2 separate regions of the Triticum aestivum genome follow, and region 1 is linked to region 2. The links are chromatin contacts, called in public Hi-C maps. All regions are on one chromosome and are shown on one strand. Each heading gives the region's core, a stretch centred on a gene start, on an enhancer-like site or on the middle of the called end of the contact. The rest is flanking DNA. Distances are from core to core; before and after follow the strand shown.

Region 1 (2,925 bases), core at 76-2,575, 61 kb before region 2:
GAAAAAATATTCACCAATTCAAAAACATTGTTTAAAAAATGTCAATTTTTTTAAAAAATGTTTGCAAATAGTATAAAATGTTCATGAATTCAGAAAATGTTATTGATTTTAGAAATTTTGGAAAATTTGTAAAAGTGTTCATGAATTTGAAAAATGTTCACGTGTTTAAAAAATATTCATATTTCAAAATTTGTTCACGATCTCGCAAAATTGAGAGTGATAGTGTATCTCGATGATGCAGCAAAATGTGGCTATGGCCATTTAAGATTATAGAAAAAAATCTCATAGCAACGCATGGGCCCTTTTGCTAGTAGAATTGGAAGCTTTGATTGACATTTTTGGGCATGGTCATCAAGTTGAAAATATCTTTCCTCGGCTATGTTGATTGGTACCTAATTACATGGTTCGTACAAGAACTTTCACTTGGGAATGTAAAGTCCCATCAAACTCGTCTAGAATCCACACTGATGATATCAAGAAAGAAGCATCGTCAACGTCCAATTGGAACTCACTGGCGTAGTAGGAAACTGCCTTTTCTTCTACGACATGCTTGAATTCTCTACTTTGGTGACTTGGGTCATTCAAGTTTGCAAGCAAGCGCCGTAGAAACTGAAATGTTGTTGCTGGAACCTTGTGTTGTTAAGGTCGCCAAGAAAATGGTCCCGCGGCCGCATTTCTCTCCTACCTATCGAAGAGAGACAATGGGCACAGGGACATTGGAAAAAAGGGTGTAGATGCTTAGGGCTCCTTTGATTCACATGATAGAAAAAATAGAGGATTGCTATGACCTACCTGCCCGTTTGAATTCGATGGAATTGTAAAACAAAGGAATTGACACAAGCGTGTTGTTCATGGAAGCGCATGAATTTTTCCATGAGCTCGGACTTTTCTAAAATTCTTATGAAATAGAGCACGGAAAATTCCATAGTAACTATTCCTAGTCCTAAACTAAAACCACGACAAGAATTATGGTACGGAGGGAGGACAAATCAAGGTTTACAAAAAATATATTACTTAGGATCACCATCCTATAAAAATCCCGTAAAAATCGCATGGATCCAATGAGCTTTTCCGGGAACATCAAATCATCGCTTTCATGTAGCAGTTGTCATGTCATGTCTACCGTCTACCATTGTCAAAGCAATGAAACCACTGACCTTTCCACACATGTACAGTAAGTACATGGTACCAACTGGACGCACGCGTAGTGGATTCGGTTCTTGGAGCTAGCTGCTAGCTCCTTGAGTCATGGAGGTGGTCCGTTGAGTCACCACACTGCTGTGCATGCAACAGTATGGCCACTCACTAGCAACAGTATGGAGTAGTAGTAGATCACACACGTCCGTCTGGTCAGGTCAGGCACGTTTCGTCAGGTTTCTTGCCGCCCCATCCCTATGCGTGCATGCATATCTTCCAGCTCATAGTCACACGCAGATTGTAGATAAGCCTCGGGGCTCACAGCTACAACACCTACCTAGCTACCCGAGGTACCGAGAAGCGCCCTAACATCCTGGGCAAATACAGCACGCTTCCACTCCAAGAGTATTTGTACCCCAGACAGCAGCGACGTTCAATTTAAAATGTATCTCTTTCTGGTCGATCGATTACGTTGTCGTCGTTCGTGGTCAGTTGTACCGTCCTCAGATCGTACCGTTTCGTACGCCGACGGCGACGTGATCAGACCGGCCCTCCGTCGTCGCCTCCTCCCATGTTTCAAAGGCACGACGACAAGACAAGCGGATCCATGTGCTCGGCGGGAAGGGGCACCGCACCATCGAAAGCAACGGCCATGCACTACATATTACCACCACATGCGCGCACCGGTGCACCGCCAACTTGACCGCCGGTGCTGCATGCTGTGCTGAGGTGGACGTCGATGTACGGAGACCCGACGTGTGACTCATAGTATTATCTCCACGATAGTATTCTGGGGGAGAAAGATGGTCGATGAAGAAGAGATGCCAAAACGAGAGGAGGGAGCATCTTGTCTATGCATGCATGTGGTTCTACGATAGGGTAGTACGGTAGAATGATCTGGAGGGAGTTGGGGATTAATTAGTCGGCCGCGCGTACTGTACGGTGTTGGTCACGAGCTGCGGAATATGTCCTTGATTTTGGGCACCTTGGGTGGGGCGATGTGATGCTAGCTGCTGCCTGGCATGATTGGCATCCAACATGTGCCGACGAACAAGATGTTTACCTAACATCCAAGCATCAACGAAATTGTTGCTGGAGCCGCGGTCAGATGTTGCTACTTGCTAGCTGTTCGTCAGCGGTCACCGGTTGCGCTCAAGGCTTGGGACTGATGCTTTGACGCCGATCCAAGCAAGAAAGGAACGCACGCCGGACCGGCCAGCCAAGCCAGACGGCACCATCATATCGCGACTGAAAGAGTACGGTGAGATCAACAGGTTAAGGGCAGGACCCTCAAAACACCGCGCGTCTTCTTGTTCATTTTCCCGTGAACCAAAAGCAAATGGGGGCTTTGTGGGAGTCCAGGCCGTCTTCATCATGTAGGACTCCGACACCCTACCTGCTAAAAACCAAGACGGAGCCCAAGCATCTCAGGCAGTCCGCACTATTTTTGTGCCAAAACTCGCGCTCTCCCCTCCCTCTCCGCTTTGATCGTCACCACCCTCCATCCCAATCCCCGCGCTTTTCGCCTTCCGCCACCGCATGGACCTATATGAAGACATGCCGGAGCCGATGTAACTAGGGGATCCAGAGAAGGTGACCGCCCGCAAGCCCGACGCGTCAAAAGAAAGGCAAAGCTTCTAGAGGGCGGCGGGCGGGGCGGCGGGCAGGGTGCAAGGGCCTGGCGGGAAATGCCGGATGGTTTCCCTTCGCCACATCAGACAATTATCGCTACTTGTGGCCATCATTGTTAATTGCATATGAAGTACTTGCAATCTGCATGGATACAAA
Region 2 (2,830 bases), core at 138-2,637:
CCAATTTTAACTAACCTCCTATAAAATAGAGAAGAATCCGGCCGAGCAAAGCTTAGTGAATGATTTTTACTTCACTAACTTTTGGTCGGACCTAGCTGAACTCCTAATTAATAGAGTAAAAAACAAATTTGCATAAGTTCAACCTAGATTCGATTTGAACAATTGAAATTGGACATATTAATCATCCACCTTGTCTTGACATCCCACTCGACATGAGTTTTTAAACCTAAACATAAACATAAACTTAAAAATAAACATGAAATTAAACTAAATTAATCTTCACCATCATCATCACCCTTGTAGAGGGCGAGCTAATCTTGCCTCTACATTCCACCATCCATGGGGTCCGGGCATGTGCCGTCGTCGCCGGAGTTGGGGAAGATGCGCCGCCACTCTTCAACGTCGAACTCCTCCTCGGCCTTGCCGTCACCGTGCTTGTCATCGTCGTCACCCCCGTGCTCCTCGTCGGCGGAGAGGATGATGACCTCCCTATCGACCGCGCGCTCCGAGAAGATCGCCCGCTCCTCCTCCACGTTGGCGGCCTCCGCAGCGAATTGCTCCCTCGCATCCCAGTCCTCCCGAGCCATCGCCGCATTCACCACCCCTGACGGCGGCGTGACGAGCTCAACGGGCGCCGTCCCCCACAGGAAGTTGGGGCACGCCGTGCAACCGGACCTGCCACCGGGCGTACTTGAGGGCGCCGAGCTCCGCCGTGTGGAAGGACCCGAGCCAATTCTTCGTGTTGGTCTCACAGTCGGTTATCTCCGCCACCCACGTACCCCCGCTGGTGGATGCCGATGTACTTCCTCTGCTGCTGTCGCGCGGAGGGAGGTCGGGAAAGTCAGAGATGCGGTGAGAGGGCCGCATACCAGCGGCGGCGGCGGCTTCTTGAGGAGGTGCCGCTTGAAGACGCGCGGCTCACGTGGCGGGGCGGATCCACGACGCGGATCGGCGGCATGGAGCACCATCCACGGGGTTCGGCCATTGGAAGGAGAGGGCGGCGGAACACAGCGGGGAAGGGGGTGTCACCGGTGGCGGGGACGGGGAAAAGTAGAAGCAGACGAGATGGAAAGGATGAGTGGAGATTTTTTTTTTTACTCCGTCGTCAAGCGGTGGAGTAAATATATGTTAGGGATAAGCGACGTTGGATAATGATCATCCTTCAACAGTTATCGGTGATCAGCTAGGTCCCGCTTAGATGAGTAAACCCAGGTTTTTACTCCTCTGACCGGTTATAGGCGATCAATTAGAAATGCCATGAGATAGTAGTAAGAGCCAACCTAGGTTACAACACCATTTGCACACCACACCCCAGTCAAACCGTTGCCAAGTTAATAAACTCATCACCATTTGCACATACCAAACCCCAAGAGCCAATATTATCTCATCCTCCACCCTTTTATAAACCCCCCCATTCTCTCCACTTTCCTACACCACCTTCGTCCTTCCGCTTTTCTTCTTCCCCATTCTTAGTTGCTACTTTTCCCTGTTCTTCGGGTGCATTCTCGTCCCTCGTGCTCCTTTTAGTTACCAACGACAAAGTTGATAATCTGCTTGGGAAGGACGCCCTTTTTCGTTTGTAATTTGTAAAACAAGAAAGATTCGGTCTGTGCTATTTATGCACACCATTGGCAACTGCCATCTGCCGTTCCACTCGTCCGAAGCCATCTTCTTGCATCAAGCGCCACCATGTCAACGCCCCAGAGCGGCAGCGCGAGCCCAGCGACCACGGCGGCGGCGGCGGTAGAGACGAGCAAGCACTGGGCGCCGCACGGCCCGATGCTGACGGCCTGCCTCGTCAGCATCAACGTGCTAATGATAGTCCTCATCTTCTTCTACTTCTGGCGGTTCTTCTCCGGGAAGCGAGGGCCGTCTACCCCCGGAGGTGCTGATGAGGAGTCGTCATCGACCGACTCGTCTCCGGCGACCTCGCCGAGAGCGTCCAGGCGACTGCGCGACCCCGAGCAGCCGGACATCCCGTCTTCCCTGCCCGTGTCCGTGTTCGACTCCAGCAGCGAAGCCGCCGGGAAGGCGGCGGCCGACTGCGCGGTGTGCATCGTGGAGTTCCGGGACGGCGACCTGGCGCGCCTCCTCCCTCGCTGCGGGCACCGGTTCCACGCCGCGTGCGTCGACGCGTGGCTGCATCTACACTCCACGTGCCCGCTCTGCCGCGCCAGCGTGGTCGCCCCTGCGCCCGCCGCCGCCGAGCCCAAGAACGACCCAAAAGACGACGGCGCGGAGTGCCCGGTGTGAGGCGGATCTGCGCGCGCCGGCGAGGCCGCGTGCTACCAAAGCCAAGCCAGAGGAGCACGTAAACGGCGGAAGGCGACACGCATCTTTCGGCGTCGGTGTGTCGCTATCCCTTAGCTGACTCCTGCGGGTCGGCGAGGTACGGTTGGCTTCGTTCCTCGTCTTTGGGTTTGTTGTGTTCTTGTTACTATACGTATCTCTCTGGCTCTCGTCAGTTTTGGTGATCGGTGAGATGCATATTTGAATCGGAGTCTTCTTCTATATGATGATGATGATGTGCGTATGATTGGAATTGTAAGATTAGCAACATATATATTAGATTAGGCTCGCGTGTGATTGTGTGCGTGACAAAATTAGTAGTGTAAGATCATATACATATGTAAATTATTAATGAAAAGGTTTGATCGACATTTTTGGGCATGGCCATCAAGTTGAAAATATGCTCTTTCGGCTATGTTGATGGGTACCTAATTGCATGGTTCTACAAAACGAGAAAGGGATTTCCTTTCACTCGGGAAGGTAGAAGTCCAATTGAACTCGCCTAGAATCTAGGCACATGAAATCAAGAAACAAGCAGACT

Evidence for each region. A called contact is a pair of places that touch in the nucleus more often than the background predicts.
Region 1: a Hi-C map of leaf shows a contact between it and region 2, with 4 times the contacts expected there. The contact joins the enhancer-like site here to the promoter of LOC123169302 in region 2. A contact is called at or near these places in 4 of 5 Hi-C or Micro-C datasets (leaf and an unstated tissue).

Annotation. Positions count from the first base shown.
Region 1 is chr1D:320,876,826-320,879,750 of IWGSC CS RefSeq v2.1, reverse strand. No RefSeq gene overlaps it. Among protein-coding and RNA genes, the nearest start is that of LOC123169302, 61 kb to the right of the region's middle. Within about 2 kb of position 1,325, at least 1 of the 8 cell types and tissues checked has an H3K27ac peak or open chromatin away from gene starts, as enhancers often do.
Region 2 is chr1D:320,816,264-320,819,093 of IWGSC CS RefSeq v2.1, reverse strand. It overlaps LOC123169302 (E3 ubiquitin-protein ligase EL5), which reads left to right and starts at 1,387. Exons shown (of 1, transcript XM_044587146.1): 1 at 1,387-2,680. The coding sequence starts at 1,690. The coding sequence ends at 2,253.